Linked DNA regions of Callithrix jacchus: region 2 is linked to region 1. The links are chromatin contacts, called in public Hi-C maps. All regions are on one chromosome and are shown on one strand. Each heading gives the region's core, a stretch centred on a gene start, on an enhancer-like site or on the middle of the called end of the contact. The rest is flanking DNA. Distances are from core to core; before and after follow the strand shown. Region 1 holds the start of KCNJ12 (potassium inwardly rectifying channel subfamily J member 12). Region 2 has its middle 32 kb from the start of MAP2K3.

Region 1 (3,260 bases), core at 91-2,590:
TGGCCACTCTCTGAGGTGTCTGGCTCACTGTCATATCCCCCACCAGCATGGCACCCCCAGGAGGGCAGGAGCTTGTCCTCCAGGCATGTCTGCAGGCCAGGACCTGGCACACCAAGGGCATGCCATGAGTGCAGACCAGTGCTAACAGACCCAGCTCAGGAACGTCTCAGCCATGAGGGTTCTCCCAGCCTCCTCTCTGCACAGCTTGGCCGTCACAGCCACTCCCAACTCCACCTGCACCATCACGAAGCCACGCTGGCCCCGGAAATCAGACTGTTTGTCATCACAAGCCTTGCCCCCTCCTCCAGGCAGGCTGCCCGGGTCTGGGTCTCACCTGGCCTCCCACCCCCACCCACCATAAGGCAGGCGGGAGGCCAGGTGCTGGCCGGTTCCAGGATATGCATTTCTGGTAGGGTCCTCTTCCACCTGAGCCGGGTCCACAGCCTACCTGGAAAGGTGGAAAGAGGATCTGTCACTCAGGCAGTGAGCCTCAGAGAAGAGCCCAGTTCCAGCAGCCCCGCCCTCAGCCCAGTCTCTTTCCTTAATACCTTTTGTCACTAGACACTCTGAAGATACTAACAGCAAGGGTGACAAGGGCCGACGCCCACCACGTGCCAGGCAGGCACCAGGCTGCAGGCTAAATGCCAACCTGCACCACAGGCCACAGGCAGATGCACAGAGAAATGACGCCTGGGTGGGTAGAAGCACTTGCCCCAAGAGGACACGGCTGCCCCCGGAGCACAGTGGGAACGTGGCTCGAACCCGCACACAGTCGCACCCACATGCGCACGCCCCTCCCCCTGCCTAGGTGCCCGCGGGCCCCTGGCTGACCCTGCGGTATTGATCTGAGGCACACGGAACTTCAGGAACGGTTGGTGGCCCTGGAAACAGGACACTGAGTCCCTCCTGCCCCGTCAGGAAGCGGGCATTGATCAGCTGGGCCTGGAGCTGGCCGGTTTACTGATTTCCCGTGTGCGGGCTCCAGCACTCCCGCGGCCCCGCCCTCTGCTGGAGCAGCGGCTGGGAGGAGGATGCGCTAACCGCGGCCCGGAAGGCAGCCGCCAGGGCCCGGGCTCAGGCCACGACGTTCAGCCGTGCTCCATCTGGCATCTCCTGGCCAGGCCTGGGTGTCAGAGTTTTTGTCCTGGCGAGACTTAGAGGCATGCGAGATGCTGGTCCAAGTCCGCCCGTGTCCAAGCTGCTCTTCTGAGAGCCTTGTTCTTGGGGTCTCCCTCCTCCTACACCACACCCTCTACCATATGTTTCCTGTGGGCCTGGGGCAGCCCCAGGGCCCAGGGGTAGGTGAGTGACCCAGGTCTGGCTGCTAGCATCACAGCAACTGGTTGAGGGATGGACACGTGATTGAAGCCAGCCAATGAGAATCAGCCTTAGGACTTTCGCTGGGTCTGCGGGAAAGCAGGAGCTGTATTTTCCAGGGCTTCGGGGCTGGCCAGGGGTCCCGTCACCTTTGCCTCCACGTGGGGTGAGCCCACATGAAATGAGACCCACCCAGAGAAAGCAGAGCTGAGATATTGAGAGAAACAAGAATCTGGGCTGGTCTTTGGAGCCCCTTAGATCCACCCCGGGCTTTTTATTATAAGCCAAAACCATCCCATTTTTAATTTAGGAAATTTCCAACAGCCTCAAGGGGCTGCTGGTGAAAGCGATAGATGTAAAAAGACCAGTAAGTCCTCCAAAATCCCCTCAAGCTTTCTGAAGCTCTCACTCGTTTTCTGAAACGGGGCGCATGAGAACCCTGCCTGGCAGAGCCATGTGGGGACCACTCTGTATGATGTGTGGGGAGCGTTTCATCCCTCCCTGCCTCTAAAGGGACAGAGCTTCCAGGAAGGCGGGCACAGCCTGCAGGCCCCAGGAATAAAGGGCAATAAAGAGAGAGAGGGAAGTGGCTGCAGCATCTCTCAGAGTTAAAAATAGCTTCCCCAAGGAGGCCTCCCCGCCGGGATAATCCGGCCAATTATCAGCCCCTCTCCACCCTGGTGGGCATTGCCTGCCTCCTCCCTGTCCCCACGTGGGGTCATCACTCCACAGATAGGGCCTCTGCCCCAGCACCAGCCCCGTGACCCTCCTTCCTCGTGGGGGCAGGGCCGCAGCCCTGGAACCAGGGCCCCTCTGAATCGGGCCTGATGCTGAAATAGGTCCTGACAGCAGTGTGAGCTGTCCAAAACACACTGTACCCCCAACACATGCAGAGAAAAAAAAAATCAGGAGGCAGCGTGGGGCCTGTTGCGTGATTCTGTTTATGTTAATAAAAACGACAGATTTGCTTCGCAAAGAGAAAAATCTGGAAGTTTGGAGACAAATTGTTGGTGATTGTGTCCTCCTGGGACCTTTTCCTCTTTCACTGCTGCTCGGAGGAAGGTGTCTACCTGTTTTCTCGGGGCTCTGGGCTCAGGCCCACCTGGTGAGAGCCCATGCCTCCCTTCACTGGCGAGAGACATGGGCAGGTGCGCAGCCCAGCCTCACTCGGCCATGAGGAAGGAGTCGTTTGCCCTCCGGGCGTGTGGGCACATCATACGCTTTCAGGGCTGTTTTGTTTGCATTTTGTACAGCAAGCATTTATTGCTTTCGCAATTTTTTTAAATCAAGTTATTTTGTAAATGGAATAAAGCCTCATGACCGGGCAGCAGGGTCGGGCAAGAATTCCCAATGCTGGGAAGGCCAGAAGCCAGCCTCCAGGACCTGCCCCGCAGCTCAGCCTCTGGCTCTGGGCTCTCTCAAGTCCTCTGTTTTCCCACTGTCCCCTATCCCTGTGGTCAGGCTGGACCTCTCGGTGTGTCTGCTCTAGGCTTCCAGAGAAGTTTTCAGTTCTGTGCCTGGAGCTGAGCAGACCCTGGAGCGACCTTCATGGGACCTCTGTCTGTGAAACAGTCTTTCACTTCTGAAGGCTCAAGCCAGCTCTGTGCTCAGAACTCAATGTGCCAGGGTCTGGTCTTCCAAGGGAGTGGCGCTGGGGGCCAAGTGTGGGCTGGGATGAGCCAGGGCCAAGCCAGGGCAACCACCCAGGTCACCTTGGTCCTCGGAAGCCAGAGCCACAGGAACAGGGCTGGAAGGCTTGTCAGGCCAGGGCAGCCTCTGTGGGTGTCTGGCACCTGGCCTCTGGCCCTCTGGAGCAGGGTTAGAGGGCTGGCTTGGCCTGGCCACCTGGGGTCCTTTCCTAGGAGCCAGCTGGGGCCGGAACTCTTTATGGAAGCACCCACTGCCTGGGCAGCTCTCAGGGCCAGGGGCCAGGAAGGAGGGAG
Region 2 (3,042 bases), core at 147-2,646, 56 kb after region 1:
GAAGTGACATCTGAGCAGACCCCTGAGCGGTAGCACATCCGGGGAAGAGCATTCCAGGCAGAGAATGGGACAGCCAGTCCAGAGGCCCTGCTGCCAGGCTCTGGGTAAAGTGCAGGGAGCAAGGCACAGGGTACAGGGAGGCGGGAGCAGGCACCAGGGTGAGGCGCCGTGGACCATCAGGAGGCCCCCACCAAAGGCAGGAGCCACAGCAGAGATCTGAGCAGAGGAGAGGCTTCCCGCCCTGGCCTCTAGAAGGGAATTCACCAAATCCTCCCTCCGCCGCCTCCCTGACCCTTCGCAGGCCTGTCTGCTGTATTTTTCTTTTTCTTTTTCTTTTTTTTTTTTTTTTGAGACGGAGTCTCGCTCTGTCGCCCAGCCTAGAGTGCAGTGGTACGATCTCAGCTCACTGTAACCTCCATAGCAAGCCTCCCAGGTTCAAGCTATTCTTCTGCCTCAGCCTTCCAAGTAGCTGAGACTACAGGCGAGCGCCACCAAGGCTAATTTTTGTATTTTTAGTAGAGATGGAGTTTCACCATATTGCCCAGGCTGGATCCACCCGCCTGAGCCTCCTAAAGTGTTGAGATTACAGGCGTGAGCCACCACGCCTGGCCTTTTTTTTTTTTTTTTTTTTTTTTTTTCAGATGGAATCTCTCACTCTTGTCATCCAGGCTGGAGTGCAGTGGCATCATCTCAGCTCACTGCAACCTCCGCCTCCCGGGTTCAAGCGATTCTCTTGTCTCAGTCCCCCCCGCATAGCCGGGATTACAGACGTGCGCCACCACACCCGTCTAAGTTTGGTATTTTTTTTAGTAGAGACAGACTTTCACCATGTTGGCGAGGCTGGTCTCGAACTCCCGATGTTAGGTGTCCACCTGCCTCAGCCTCCCAAGTGCTGGGATTACAGGAGGCTAGGCCTGTCTGCTGCATTTTTAATGCTGCCTGATGAGCAGGCGCTCACGGCTGTAATTGAACAGAAAGTCCACGTGCCTCTGCCATCTCCCGGTCCAGAGACTCATTAATCCCGGGACTGGAAGAGGCGTCTGTCCGGCCCTTGCTGCCTGACAGGAAATGCGGGCGTCTGGCCTCGGGGGAGAGGGGGTCGGGCCATTCCCCACCTCCATCCCACACCTCCTCCAGGAAACATGGGAGAGGGGACGCGCCTCTTGGGACCTCCACGGAGGTCGTGGGTAGTATAAAGTGTCAGGGCCTGGGCTTTGTAGATGTCACTGATCTGCACACTGGCTTCCCCACTCTGATGGTTGGACACGCTCTGTAGAAGCCAAAGGGCCCCATAAGCCGCAAGGGAACTGGACACCACCCGGGCGGCAGTCGTGTGCGGAGGGCCGGCTCTCTGTGAAGGGCTGCGGCGTCCGGCCAGGCCTGCGAGCCGCGAGGGGCGCGGTGAGCTGCGGCACGCTGGGTCATCCGCAGGGACGCGCACGGTAAATCGCTAGGCTTGAGGTCCGCGGCACTCCGCAGACTGCAGAGCCCCTGGAAGCCCCGAGTGCTGGGCCAGGGGGTGCACACGGGCAGGCCGGCCTCGGAGACCGAGCTGGGCTGACGGGTGGCAAGCCCTTGGCCCCCAGCCGCGTGTTGGCCCCGCGCTCCCGAGGACTCGGACCGGCGCCCGGGGTCGGGCGGGGCTCCGGGGCACGCGGTCGAAGCCGAGCTCTACCGCCCCCTGGCGGCTGCAGGAAATAGCGCCTGGGACCGCGCCCCGGTACCCGGGTGGGTGGCCCCGCTGGCGCCTGGGCAAGCGATTCATTCCCTTCCTTCCTCCCTCCCTCCCTCATTCATTCTTTCATGTGTTCATTCAGCAGAAGCCGAGGGATCCCTCGGTGTCGGCAGCATCCTCAGCGCTGACGACACAACAGTGGCAAGTGAGGTCTGCCTGGATAACTCAGGATAATGCGCTAGATTGGTTGGGCCTGGTAGGCAGAGGCTATTTGAGCCACCATGATCCTGGAAGACTTCCCTTAGGAGGTGACATGGGAGACCGGGATGGGGGGGCAGCCATAAAAAGTCGGGGGAGGGGGTGTTCTAGGCAGAGGGGACAGTCAGTGCAAAGGCCCTGGGGTGAGAACAAGTCTTCATGATTGAAGGATGGAGGGAGGGAGACAAGAGCTCCCAGGAACTGCTAGCCCCTGTGCCAGGGAAGGGTTAGTGGGCAGAGGCCTGTCCCAGACTGGGGCTGGAGGACAGGAGGAGTGCAGAGACAGACCCCATGGGGACCCTCCTCCTGGGAACACACCCTAACCTTCCTCAGAGGACCACAAAGGCCCTGCTCTTGGACCTTGAGCCATGGCGGGCTGAGTCCCCTCATGCCTGACCTGACCTGGGCCATCACGCCCACCCTCCCAGCATCGGGATGAATGCGACTCCTTCCCAGCTGGTACGAGCCAGCACTGGGATCTGGGGGTATGCTGGGTCCGGTATGCCAAGCTGTTGGAGTCCCTGGGTCCTGGCTGGTCCCCATGAGGGGGTGAACTGAGACTGATGAACAACCAAGGTGGACCCAAGTCCTTCAGGCCATCAGCTGAACTTCCGAATCCAAAGGTACCGAAGCCAAGCACACCCCGCTTACGTGAACAAACTCCCTGCTGCCCGGCCATGCTGCTAGTGTCATGGGGCCAGAGGGGACCCTGCATGGGCACCTTCATTAAGCTGTCCCCACTCCCCTCAGAGCCTTCTCCGGAGCCCACTACCTGTCCCCTAGTCTGTTCTTCTGTCTTATAAGCTGTATGGCTTTGGGCAAGTGATAATCAGCTCTCTGGTTCTGTTTTCCCATCTGTAAATGGAGGTCATGTAACCTCCATGAGGCCACTGTGTCCAGTCAAGGCACAGTGTCTGGGTGCTCACCACTCTGTGCACCTGGCTGTCATCACTGCTCCAGGACAGTGGGATGGGTGGCTGCCACCAGGGGACTGGGCCTGCATGCTCGCTGCTCTTTCCAGCGTCAGTATAGGGCCTGGTGCCTGGATGGTCACAGGATGTCACCTTGTCACAGCCCTCTGGAGGCCTCTGTGTCCTCAGATGTAGGAG

Evidence for each region. Hi-C and Micro-C count contacts between places; a contact is called where the count stands out from the background.
Region 2: a contact with region 1 is called in a Hi-C map of induced pluripotent stem cells, with 1.8 times the contacts expected there. The contact joins the enhancer-like site here to the promoter of KCNJ12 in region 1. A contact is called at or near these places in 2 of 3 Hi-C or Micro-C datasets (induced pluripotent stem cells and skeletal muscle).

The regions. Positions count from the first base shown.
Region 1 is chr5:64,617,263-64,620,522 of calJac240_pri, forward strand. It overlaps KCNJ12 (potassium inwardly rectifying channel subfamily J member 12), which reads right to left and starts at 1,341. Exons shown (of 5, transcript XM_078372349.1): 1 at 832-1,341; 2 at 1-448.
Region 2 is chr5:64,673,300-64,676,341 of calJac240_pri, forward strand. No RefSeq gene overlaps it. Among named protein-coding and RNA genes, the nearest start is that of MAP2K3, 32 kb to the right of the region's middle. Within about 2 kb of position 1,397, at least 4 of the 16 cell types and tissues checked have an H3K27ac peak or open chromatin away from gene starts, as enhancers often do. A contact at or near this core is called in skeletal muscle, where this site is marked.